Linked DNA regions of Mus musculus: region 1 is linked to region 2. A link is a contact called in public HiChIP or PLAC-seq data. All regions are on one chromosome and are shown on one strand. The core of a region is the stretch at or near the end of the contact, and the rest is flanking DNA. Distances in the headings are between cores, read along the strand shown. Region 1 has its middle 4.9 kb from the start of Mir29b-1. Region 2 overlaps Klhdc10 (kelch domain containing 10).

Region 1 (5,755 bases), core at 2,595-5,094, 630 kb before region 2:
GAGGCCTCAGGGAGGCAGCCTCCAGGAAGAATGGCTCATTCCCTCATAGACCTAGGAGAGCAGTCACCCCTTCTGTGCTGAGGAACATGCAGTCCAGGCCTAATGGACAAGCTCCAGGGAGCACCAGACCACAGGCAGAGCCACACAGCCGGAGACTGCCTGTGCACCGCGGCCATAAAGGACGGATGAGAACCAAGGTTGGGCACCCATAGCACACTGGCACCCAGCCACCAGCTTTTCCTTCATGAGCGTGTAAGACAGCATAATGCTGCCTGTGTTTGTATAAGAACAGTAACCTGGGCCAAGAGATTAATTTGTCTAAGGAGAAAATCAAGTCAAAGACATGGGATTTGTACCCAAATCTCTGCCATGAAGCCGTCCTGTGAGTAAATCCTAGGCCTGACCTTCTAAGTAGTACTTACAAAAAAAAAGCTGTGCCTCGTGTGTACCTTCTAGTGTCTCATAATGACCTCCTTTTTGCCAGGCTAGCTCTCCCTAGAGCATGTAAAGCCAGCTTGTCAGCATGAAAGGAGGCTCCCCCCACACAGCTATCCTTGGCTCTAGTAACACTAAGTATGGATGTTCCTCCTCAGAACCCATGGAAGCAATGTGGAGGGAGGCCATCTTGTTCAGTTGCTGGCATGGTTCTGGAAAACAGTAACAGTGTCCCTGTCCCCCACACCTGTCTTGTCTAAATGTCTAAGACAGGTCATTTATGGTAATTTTGTTTTTTAAAGGAAGGCCTGCTAAAACAAAAGAGCTTCCTGGAATCCTTCTTCCTGGATGCAGACTTGGGTACAGGGAACTACTAGGCCACAGGCCTGAGAAAGTAGCCAGTGCTCTTAACTGCTGAGCCCCTACCTTGGCTTTTATTTCTTTTCCTACAGTAGGACCTTAACATGACTGCATCTGTCAAGTGGACAGATTTGGGCTGGAGGCTTTGCCTGCTCTCTTCCTCCGCCATTTTTTTTTTTTTTTTTTTTTTTTTTTGGTGAGGCCAAATGTCCTTACAGTTACAAGGAACATTTCTTTGTCTTAGTTGTGCTTTAAAAGTCTCTCCACTGTGAGTGTGTTTTGGGGGCTGGTGACACAGTGACTTTGCCTTCTAAAAGGAGTCAGGAAAGAGGACAAGAACCAGTGTGGGGCTGAAGGGCCTCTGTGGGGTACAAGCTTTTCTCCTTCTCCACCCAAATCAGATACCCCATTTGTCAGCTTGGACAACTCTCCCATTCCCTCCCTGCGGTTCCTTCCCCACCTGCCCCGACGGCCCTCTGGGAGTCTAGCTCAGAGCCTTGTCCCCCTGGAAGCATCTTCTGCCCAGTCGGTCGGCCACTCGGGCCCACCCCATCCAGAGTGACGTCTGTGCTCTGACAGCGCAACTCGAGCTCCAGCAGGGGTGCTGCCTCGTGCTGTACAGTTCATCCTGCAAGTGGATTACAGGGTCAGGGCCAGGGTCAGACATGGTGCATTCTCTGCTAGGTCTTCTGCTAGTGTTCTACAGCATTGCTGGTGAATGCCCTGGTTGATTGTAGGAGGTCTGCTCTGGAGATATAGACCGTAAGACCACGTTTCATTGCCATTGGCTAATCTAGTTGCAAAAGACATGGCATGTCCCTCCCACGTGCATGGCTTACAGGGACTGGCACCTCCTGGGTTTGCCCAAGTTATGCCTTGTCTTTCTGTCTGGTACCTGTTCCTTCGGCTTATGATTGACTTACACTGAAGTCGTTCCTCCAGCCCCTGGAGTCGTATCATGAACCAGTGAAACAGGAGGCCTGAGTGGGTGGGTCGAAATGACCAGAGTACCTTCGTTTGTTTCAGATCTTAATCTCTTTTATCCAACTCTTGATTCCCCCCTGTCTTGACATCCCTCAGCCTGGCCTTGACCTCCACAGAAACTTCCAGAACTACCAGCAGCCTTTGGTTACTAACACCCAGTTCTGTTGCAGTCATTCTCTGATCTTAATCATCCTGATTGTATGTAGATGCTTACAATGTAGATTCTTATCTGAAACACTAGCTGTGCCAGCCACTCACATCAGGAAAGGGAGACATTTATTTAAAGTTTCAGGGTGGGATTGGGAGTGGGGACGTGTGCTAGAGAAAAAGGAGAGAGAACGGTTTGATTTGAGACAGTAATTCTGTGTGCTACAGATGATCCTCCTGCCTCAACTCCAAGTGCTGGCATTGCAGATCTGTGCTGCTATGCACAGCTTTCTCTTTCTTAGTTTTCACAGATCTCAAAGCTAACCCTCTGAAAGGGTTAAAGTGCTTGCTCAAGGCTGTGTAAGGAGCAGTAGAGGAGACACCTGCATCTTCCTAATCCAGGACCTACACTGTTTGTCCCTTTAATCCCAGGCAAAAGGTGCCATCGTTTGAGAGATCCCTTTATGACCCTTGACAGAGGGTAACATATATGTCCTGGCACTCCGCAGGCTGATACTCCTGAGGAGCAGGGCTTAAAGGAGAGGGAAACCCCTCCCTCTGCAGAGACCAGGGCCAGCCCTTCAGAGCGAGGTGCTGTCTTCTCCCTGGAGTTGGGTACATTGTGAGCCTCGCTGCAGTTCTGCCCTTAGATGGAACTTTTGTGTGAGGAAACTCACAGACTCCTGCAGGTTTCTTCACTGCAGAAACTGGGTGTGTAACCCACCGCCAACCAAGCTATAGGGCGGTGGCCATTGGGCTCCCAGGTTCTCTGGGGGAAGAGGGTGAATTATAGCTACTCTGTAATTAGGCTTTCTCAAACACTGACCTGGGAGGCTCTTCGCCAGCCTAAATGCAGTAAGCCACTTTCTAAACACTTCCGCTGCGCCTGTGATCTGATGGGGACCCTGATACTGCTTAAAGCACTGGCCCCGCTCCTTAGGCCTGTGGCCACACAAGTTTGGGAAGCTGCTAGTACTTTATGGTGCCACGGCTTTACTGCTGCACTTTGGATTTCACCTTGTGTGGGTCTTGACACATCTTCCTCCTCCTCCTCCTCCTCCTCCCTACCTTAATCCTGAACCTGGGTTCCCCGCCCCAAAGGCTGTTAACACAGACTGTAACATAATCACGGCTGCTTCTCACTATTTCTTTTACCAGTCACCATCTTCAGATGTTAATCCCAGTGCCCAGTGATCTTCCCGACAGACGCTCCATTCTTGTTTGGAAATTACGTTGAAGGGCGTGAACTACAAGAGGAATGGACTTTGGACATTGTGAGAGTAGTGGATAGAATGGAGGGTTGTCGTGTTAAGTCAAACAAGCCAGACTCAGGACAACTTGTACTGCATGTTCCCTGCCATATAAGGAATCTCAAGTGAAAAGCAAAACTCAACAGTGGGATGTGGTAGTGTACATCTTTAAGCCCAGCCACTGGGGAAGCTGAGGCAGGTGGATCTTGTGCATTGTAGGTCAGTTTGGTCTCCAGAGCCAAGTTCCAGGTCAGCTAGGAGTCCACAGGGAAACCCTGTCTGGGCTATCCAAAACAAGCAAGCAAACCAAGATCCAATGCACACATTTACACAGGAGACACAGAACGAGAAAGGGAGCGTTTGGGAAGGGGATGTGGAAGGGGGAGGGGTGGGTGGTGAGCACTGGCCACATACTCATTACTTGTGTGGAGATGGCATGATGAAGCCTGACATTTGGATAATGAAACATGGTAATAGTAAAAAGAAAATGGCACTTGGCCCTCATGTGGTCTGCAGATAGTATTCTTTTCCAAGCTGACCCGCTCACAGACCTGGCCCACACCATCCTGGTTCGAGGATCAGCTTTGAGGCCTCTGCTGTTCCAGGCTCCCTGAGGGGCATTGCAGTCATTAACTTGGACATCGCAGTGGTTAGAATCTTGACTGCTGAGTCACTGGGCTTCTCTTTGTTGAGTTGTTAAATCTCTTGTAAACCATCCTGTGTGGGCCTGCTGGGACAGCATTCCCAGTTTGTTAACCTGAGTGATCAATATTTTGGAAATGGCACCGCCTACGCCCTTGGCTTCTTGTCTGATGAAAGGTACCTCTGGCTTAAAGTTAGACCACATAGGAAAGAGTAGAATGATGTAGTTTGAGTTCCATAATTGCCCTCTGCCTGGCTGTAGAGTGAGCAAAAAGGATTGTTCTCAAAGACAAGTGTAATGTCCGCCCTCTGTGGGCCTTCTGCAGCCTGCATTGCTAAAGCCTTAGGGCTTACCAATTCCCCTTGAAAATAGACCTTCTCCTACCCTGTGCAAGACACCTTCATTCTTGCTCTGGTTGGATCTACAGGTTTATAGCATGCTGCAGCTCCTACACCAGCTTGCACAGTACACCTCGCTGCTGTGCCAAGTGGAAGGCCAAGGGCCGTGCTCCTTAGTCATAACCACCCCAGTGTCGCCAAATGCAGGTAGCCAATCCACAGCAGTGCCTGCGGAAGGAAGTAATAAATGTCTCTCACTGGACAGCAGAGAGAAGGGACCTTTTGAAAGTGTCTGAGTAGAGAACCCCACGTCCGTGGGATACACCCTGAGGTTCGTGTGTCACCGAAATACCACATACTGCTCCTCTCACGAAGGCTCTCTGCAGCGTGTCTGTCCCTGGAAAATGCTTGTAGCAGGTTGTCTTTGTGGCCCTGTAGAAGTTGAGGTGCATGCTTGCAAATCACCCTTAAAGAGGTCTTGCTGTATTTTGTCCACGGTGAGTCTCCAGTGAGTTTTTAAGTGACCATCGGAGTTTGATAGCCACTCTTACACACCCAGCTGCCAGTTCACAACCAGGGAAGACCTACAGAAACCTGTGCTCACCAGCGACAGCACAGGTCCCGCGTGGAGGCCCTTGAATGGAGAAGTAATCAGAATATATTTGCAGGTGCTCATTCAAGTGTGCGGAGATGGGAGGCACAAGGCAAAGGTATCTTTTTTTGACACATCCGTGTATGCCTCTCACTTGTGAGCTGGACCTCTTAGCTGCATCCCTCTACTAAAATGCCAAAGGAAAGTTCCGTATTGCTCGTTCGATCATCTCATGTACTACCTGATTTAACCCTTACAAAGCTCGGCTCTTCTGGGTACGGCTTCCAGATGTGTGAGCACAGCTACTGCAGTGACACGTGTGGCCTGGCCCAGACACACCGGTTAGGCCTGCCGAGTCCTGGTGGCCCTAACGTTTTGAAGCTGTGTTCCTCAAGGGGTGCTGGTTCAGGATGTGATAGTTCTTGTGAAATCTCCAAGCCCCGAGGGAAGTTATCTTAATCCAGTTTGCTCAACACAAGAACAGACTGGCTTCTCACGTCACTGGGAGCAATACGCATCTACTGCAGGGCCTTTCCACACAGAGCCCTGCTGTGGGTTACTGACTCAGACCAGGCCCCGATTTCCCTATCAGATTTGACAGAAGTGCACAGGAAGGGCAGTGCGTTGAAGAGCAGCATGAAGCATGCAGGCTGGGTTGTGAAGCAGGCCCACATTTTCATGGCTGGTGAGCTGAGAGCTGCTTAGGGGTCTATCCTTGGAAGATAACTGTTTCTACTCATAGGGTGAAGAGTCTGCCAGCCCAGCGTGTGATCTGTGTATTGTAAGGTTTCTTATTTTTGTCCTTTCAGGAGTTGTAATACTGCAGAGTTGTTGCTAGTTAAAAAATAACAGTAACCCAGCCTACAGAAACAATAGTTCTTTTATGCCCTAGCCCCAGACTAAAGGGTAATGAGGTTGTGTGTCCATTAAAGGGAGAAGGGAAGCACGGGCACACTTGTGAGTGAAGCTGTTCCTCTTGGGAGGGCTGTGCTTGTAGCTGAGGGCC
Region 2 (5,663 bases), core at 3,005-5,504:
TCTTAGAAAAGACCCCATAGGACTGGAATGGGGATTAAGGGCTCATTCTCTGCCAGAGGAATGATCTTTATATTTTAAACTATACTTTCTTTTTTTTTTTTTTTTTCTTTTTTTTTTTCAAGACAGGGTTTCTCTGTGTAGCCCTGGCTGTCCTGGGACTCACTTTGTAGACCAGGCTGGCCTTGAACTCAGAAATACACCTGCCTCTGCCTCCCAAGTGCTGGGATTAAAGGCGTGCGCCACCACTGCCCTGCGATTGTGGGGAAGTTGAGGAGCTACTGAAATGAGAGGGGGCGAGGGAAGGAGAAAGGGACGATTGTGTACAGTGTGGCAAACAGAAAAGAGAAAGGTAGAATACCAAAATTGCCTGCAGGATTGGTGTTTCTTTTTATCTGCTAGAGGATTAAACTGGCAGAAACTATAGTTTAAAGCCGGGCGTGATGGTGCATGCCTTTAATCCCAGCACACTTGGGAGGCAGAGGCAGGTGGATTTCCGAGTTCGAGGCCAGCCTGGTCTACAGAGTGAGTTCTAGGACAGCCAGGCCTTCACAGAGAAACCCTGTCTCAAAAAACAAAAACAAATAAAACCTCCCCACAACCCTTTAATTCACACAGTGCAGTAGTGGAGTCTGTACCCAGTGCCGTCAGGAGTTGGATTTAATGCTAGTGGGACTTTAGGAAAGCTGGTTCACAACACCCCTGAGGCTGGAACTGTAAATGTTATTCTCTTTTCTCTTTCATTACTACTTTCCTCTCTCTCCTGTCTCCCTTTCTGTCTGCATCCAGAGCTTGGTGCACTCCACCATTAAGCAATGAACCCATTTCCACTTTTAGAGATGCTAAACAGAAACAAAAGTAATCAATGTTTGTTTTTTTAACTCCTCTATTTTCCGGAGATAAGGTCTTGCTATGTAGCTCAGGCTGGCCTCAGAATCACTATGTAGCCCAGGCTAGCCTAAAATTCATTGCAATCCTTCTGTCTCAGCCTTCCAAGTGCTGGGATTACAGGCATGCACCATTGTACTGGTTAAAAAGAGTTTAAATAGCTTGCTGAAGGTTTCCTAAAAAGAGCTGGATTCAATCCCAAGCAGTCTGGCTTCAGAGCATTTACTTTTAGCCATCTATTCTCAGGGCCCCTCTCAAATGTTGGTTCTTCATTTGTACAATGGCAATCACTGTAGAAACTTGTATCACAATGATGCTGTAAGGAAGTGAAGTCCTTCATTTAATAGCTATTAATTACTATAGCTGCAACTCCAGTTTTTCATTTGACTACATTTTTCCTAGGATATATGTAATACTTTATATTGAACCTGAGATGGTGTTAGTCTCACTTTACAGGTAAATAGTTAAAAACTCATCTGGCAATCCAAAATTATACAGTTAGGCTCAAACCCAGGAACGCAGCGATTCAGAGTCATTACACTGTATTATCACCACAGTGAAATACCTGTTCCGTGACTACACTTCATCATGTTGCAACAGTGTACGTTATTAAGAAGGGAACAAGTGACACCAAACCTGCCATTTCAGATAGTTCACAAAGTCAAAACTTCAAAACTGCTGGTACTTACGTGACATTGATGCCAATTCCCGGGGCATGTAGCCATCTGTACCCATCTGGTGCCACACGCCTGTTGCAAAATGATACCGCCAAAGCTCCCTGAAGAGAGGGTAGTCTTCGTTATCCGGCCCTCCCGATTCATCATAGTCTGGGTTATACCCTCCAAACACATAGAGATTGGTATTGTCTGCCACACAACGGTGTCCACTGCGGGCTGGGGGAGGTCTGTGGCCTAAAGAAGAAGAGGATGGTTTTCCAAAAATGGCTTCAGATGAGGAGCATAAACAGAATTAGTAACAACCATCTGAACTTCCAAAGGGAGTGGGGGGGGGGGGGTGATTCCTAATACACATGTATGTCATTTACCTCGCTTATTGTATGCACTTACACAGACTACTTAGGATTTTAGGGAGTTAGTCTCCATTTTTATTTCCTACGATTTTTAAATTTCAAAGACTAAAAGATTCTTCCCAGGAGAGGTGACACAGCATGATAAACTCAAGAAAATGACTGACGATATGGAATTCAAGAGAAGCAAGAGAGGCCTAGTGCTTCAGACGCTAAGGTCAGAGATCAGATCTCTTCCTCTTTAGGTGAGAGCAGAGGCAAGCTAGATTAAACTGTGACTGTTGGAGAGAGCAATCACAAACATGTGTGAGTCATGTCTAAATAAACACATACATGTAATTATACGCTTAAAAAGAAAACTGGCTCTTGTGTGCTCAGAGCAAAATTAAACTTTGAATACCATTCCAAAACTTTTCAAAGAAAATCCTGCATTTATCCCAAAGGACATCTTATATTCTGTTTAAGGCTATTACTAAGAAAAGCTATTATGAAAAAAATTTAAACTCAAAATGATCAAAAATTAAAAAAACTGTAGGTAAGACCTGACCTCTGAAATACTCCATGATATGGGTAAAGACAGCATTTTCTGGATAGGACTCCAGGACCCTTCCCCACAACCCTCCCTGAAAAGGACAAAGTTTGTCAAATAGGAAGGAAGCAAGTTATAGATTTTAAATATTTTTCTTTATGATAGCAAGAATCCAGCTTGCCTTATGCATAGTTAGCAAGCATTCTATCACTGAGCTACAGCCTGAGGTTTCAGTTCCGTCACCAGCTAGACCTGTGGCACAAGCCTGGAATCAAAAGTCCTCAGGAGGCTGAGGTAGGAGACCCATCATCTCAGGGCCTGCCTGGGCTCACAGCATAAGTTCAAGAACAACCTAGGCAATTTGGGGATATAGCTCCAGTGAGTAGAGTACTTGCCTAGCATATTTAAGGCCCTTGGCTAAATACCTGGTATACAATAAGTAAATGACTGAATTATATACATAATTCATTTAAACTAATTTTGAGATCAGTTTAAAGGGAGAAAAAAAATCCACTTCTTTATATTTCAATTATCCTTACAACTTCTTACACAGGTCTCCAGAAGTCCTTAAATAGTTACAGAACCAAACAAGCTGCAATAGGATATGGACTACGATGACACTACATTTGTTACTACCCTAAAGATATCTCTATTTTATGTGCTACTGATGATAGTATAATGTCCACCAGTACTTAGCACACTGCCAGACACCTAATATGCTTTACTAATTAGTATTTATTACCAACCTAATAAGGCCTTTTGTGTCTTTTTAAGCAAAAACTCTACTTTACATGATAAACTTTGGAACAAGAATTAAGATGCTATGCACAGAAATAGAGTACCTGAAAAACAAAGCAACAATGTATCTTTTAGTCGCTCTTGTCCTGTCAGTCCTGTGTGTAAATCACTGACAGCTCTTTAAGGCCTAGGTTAAGCATCTCAGAGCCCTCTGATGCTAAACCACTTCCTTTCACTTACTCACTAGAGCTATTAGCCTCACTGCCCAGCAAGCCTGGAGTCCTTCCTTTGACCTTGGCCTAGGCGACCTGCTCTCTAATTCTCCAGTGTAGAAATGCTCTCAAGTCTACCATATGTCCCTTTAGGTTCTTCTGGATCAGCAGCCTCCGTTCAATGTTAGGGCAGACCTAAAGTTATCGAGATGGGAATACTGTATTTTGTAAATATGAGTCCAATACCAGGCAAGTAGAATTCAGGCAACTAGGCATTGACAACTGATTTATGATTTGGTGTAAGTGAAGAATTAAGTTTCTGTCTGGCTCACTGAAAACAGGAGAGTAAGCTATGGGAGACCGAGCAAGGGCTCCCAGGACATCCTAGTTCTTTCGTCCAGGACCTTGGTGTAGACACAACCTTCCACTGAATCTGTCTCCTCATCTGTGCTGGGGAGGTACCACTGTACCTCGCAGATGTGCTATTGTTGAACGCTCACTGGCTTACACGTCTATCTTCCCAGGTAGTGGGGAGCTATGTGAGGAAAGAGAAATGCAGGTGCACCCACGTTCCTGTAACCTAGTGTGAGGCTCACATGAGACACTGAAGGGGGTTGAGAATGGAGCTGGTTTGTAACTGATTCCTCTCCACTCGTTTCATCTGTTTGTTTTTTATTGCAAACAGAGTAAAAGTTCCTCAAAGGCAAACAGCATGTACAATTATCCTGCATTACCCACATCACCTGACACAGCCGGAAAATACAACATATCTAAAAGTTTCCCTGGGTTTAACTTTAGGCCAAAGTAAACAGTGGCAGGGATGATTAAAACAATGACCAGCTCTGTGGACTCTGACACAGTATTTCCAAGATAGATGGTGTGGAGCTCAACAGCGAGCAGGTGCTGAGCATGTGGGAAGCCTGGCTTCAAACTCCAGCACCAAAAGAATAGAAGGGGGAGAGGGCAAGTGTGACTAGGGGATGGCTAGATTGTGTAAATGATCTTTGCAAGGTACATGCATCTAGGAATTAGCAAGACAAACGTAAAACAGTTGCTATGCTCACTGGTCAGGAAGGAAGACTCTCATGTTTTTTGTTTAGGTTTTACATATTGGGAAAATGTGAAAAGAATGACAGTAGCATTCTAGAACTTTCAATGGACACAGAGCAGAAAACATGGTCTAGGCTTACCGCCATCTTGGTGATGAACATAACATGTGGATCAAACACTACGGCAAAATGAAAAGATGATTTGACATAAAATGTACCCATTCATTCATTCTAAGCCCAAAAATTACTGGACAACAGCTGTGAACTGTTATTGTGACAGGTTCTGGGCCAGTGACACTGTCTCTGGGGCTTACAGCCTAGCTCTGCCCAACATAATGCAGTAATTCCTGGCTATACTTGAAATGTGGCTGGGCCCAACGGGAATTTGTGTTCAAAAATTTAGCATCCCTAAAAGAATGTAAAATTGTTGGGGAGTGGTGGTGCATGCCTTTAATCCCCATACTTGGGAAGCAGAGGCAGGCAGATTTCTGAGTTCAAGGCCAGCCTGATCTGCAAAGTGAGTTCCAGGACAGCCAGGGCTACACAGAGAAACTGTGTCTCAAAAAAACAAAACAAAACAAAAAAAACCAACCAACCAACCAAACAGAAAAAGTAAAATTACCAGTTCTACGTTAATGATATGATAAAATGATATGGGTTAAATAAAAATATTAACATAATGTCTTGTTTTTCATGTGGCTGCTACAAAACTTTAAGTTTGTAGCTCCTGTGTCTCCCAGATAGTGCTGAGTTAATCTAACTGCTAACTTCTGCTGTTCTCCGGATCTAGTCTAATTAAATGGCTGGGTAAGAGCATGTGATCAGTACCTGATCAATGCTGAACCTTCTGTCAAGGAGCCTTTAGAGCTGACAGAGTTAAGTTCTCTCTCCACAGAACCCCTTCCTATAGCCCAAGAGTGACTCCCGAATAGCAGAAACCCATTTCTTTCTTTTCTTTTTCTTTTTTTTGGTTTTTTGAGACAGGGTTTCTCTGTGTAGCCCTGGCTGTCCTGGAACTCACTCTGTAGACCAGGCTGGCCTCGAACTTAGAAATCTGCCTGCCTCTGCCTTCCAAGTGCTGGGATTAAAGGCATGCGCTACCACGCCCGACTCCCATTTCATTTTTAAAAAACCACAGGAATGTGTCAGGGCAGAAGCCAAGCACATGTGGCCAGCTCCTTGACCTTGACAAAATGAAATTTAGTTTTAGTCTAAAGTCTCTG

Evidence for each region. HiChIP or PLAC-seq counts read pairs in DNA pulled down with a chosen protein or histone mark.
Region 1: a FOXA1 HiChIP or PLAC-seq map of pancreatic cancer cells shows a contact between it and region 2. The contact joins two enhancer-like sites. A contact is called at or near these places in 3 of 39 promoter capture datasets (the C10 cell line, cranial neural crest and second pharyngeal arch cranial neural crest) and 1 of 115 datasets of contacts at active chromatin or transcription factors (pancreatic cancer cells).

Annotation. Positions count from the first base shown.
Region 1 is chr6:31,065,115-31,070,869 of GRCm38.p6, reverse strand. No RefSeq gene overlaps it. Among named protein-coding and RNA genes, the nearest start is that of Mir29b-1, 4.9 kb to the right of the region's middle. Within about 2 kb of position 3,844, at least 33 of the 459 cell types and tissues checked have an H3K27ac peak or open chromatin away from gene starts, as enhancers often do. A contact at or near this core is called in pancreatic cancer cells, where this site is marked.
Region 2 is chr6:30,435,777-30,441,439 of GRCm38.p6, reverse strand. Klhdc10 (kelch domain containing 10) reads right to left here. Exons shown (of 10, transcript NM_029742.3): 3 at 1,575-1,796. Among named protein-coding and RNA genes, the nearest start is that of 1700012C14Rik, 22 kb to the left of the region's middle. Within about 2 kb of position 4,254, at least 13 of the 459 cell types and tissues checked have an H3K27ac peak or open chromatin away from gene starts, as enhancers often do. A contact at or near this core is called in pancreatic cancer cells, where this site is marked.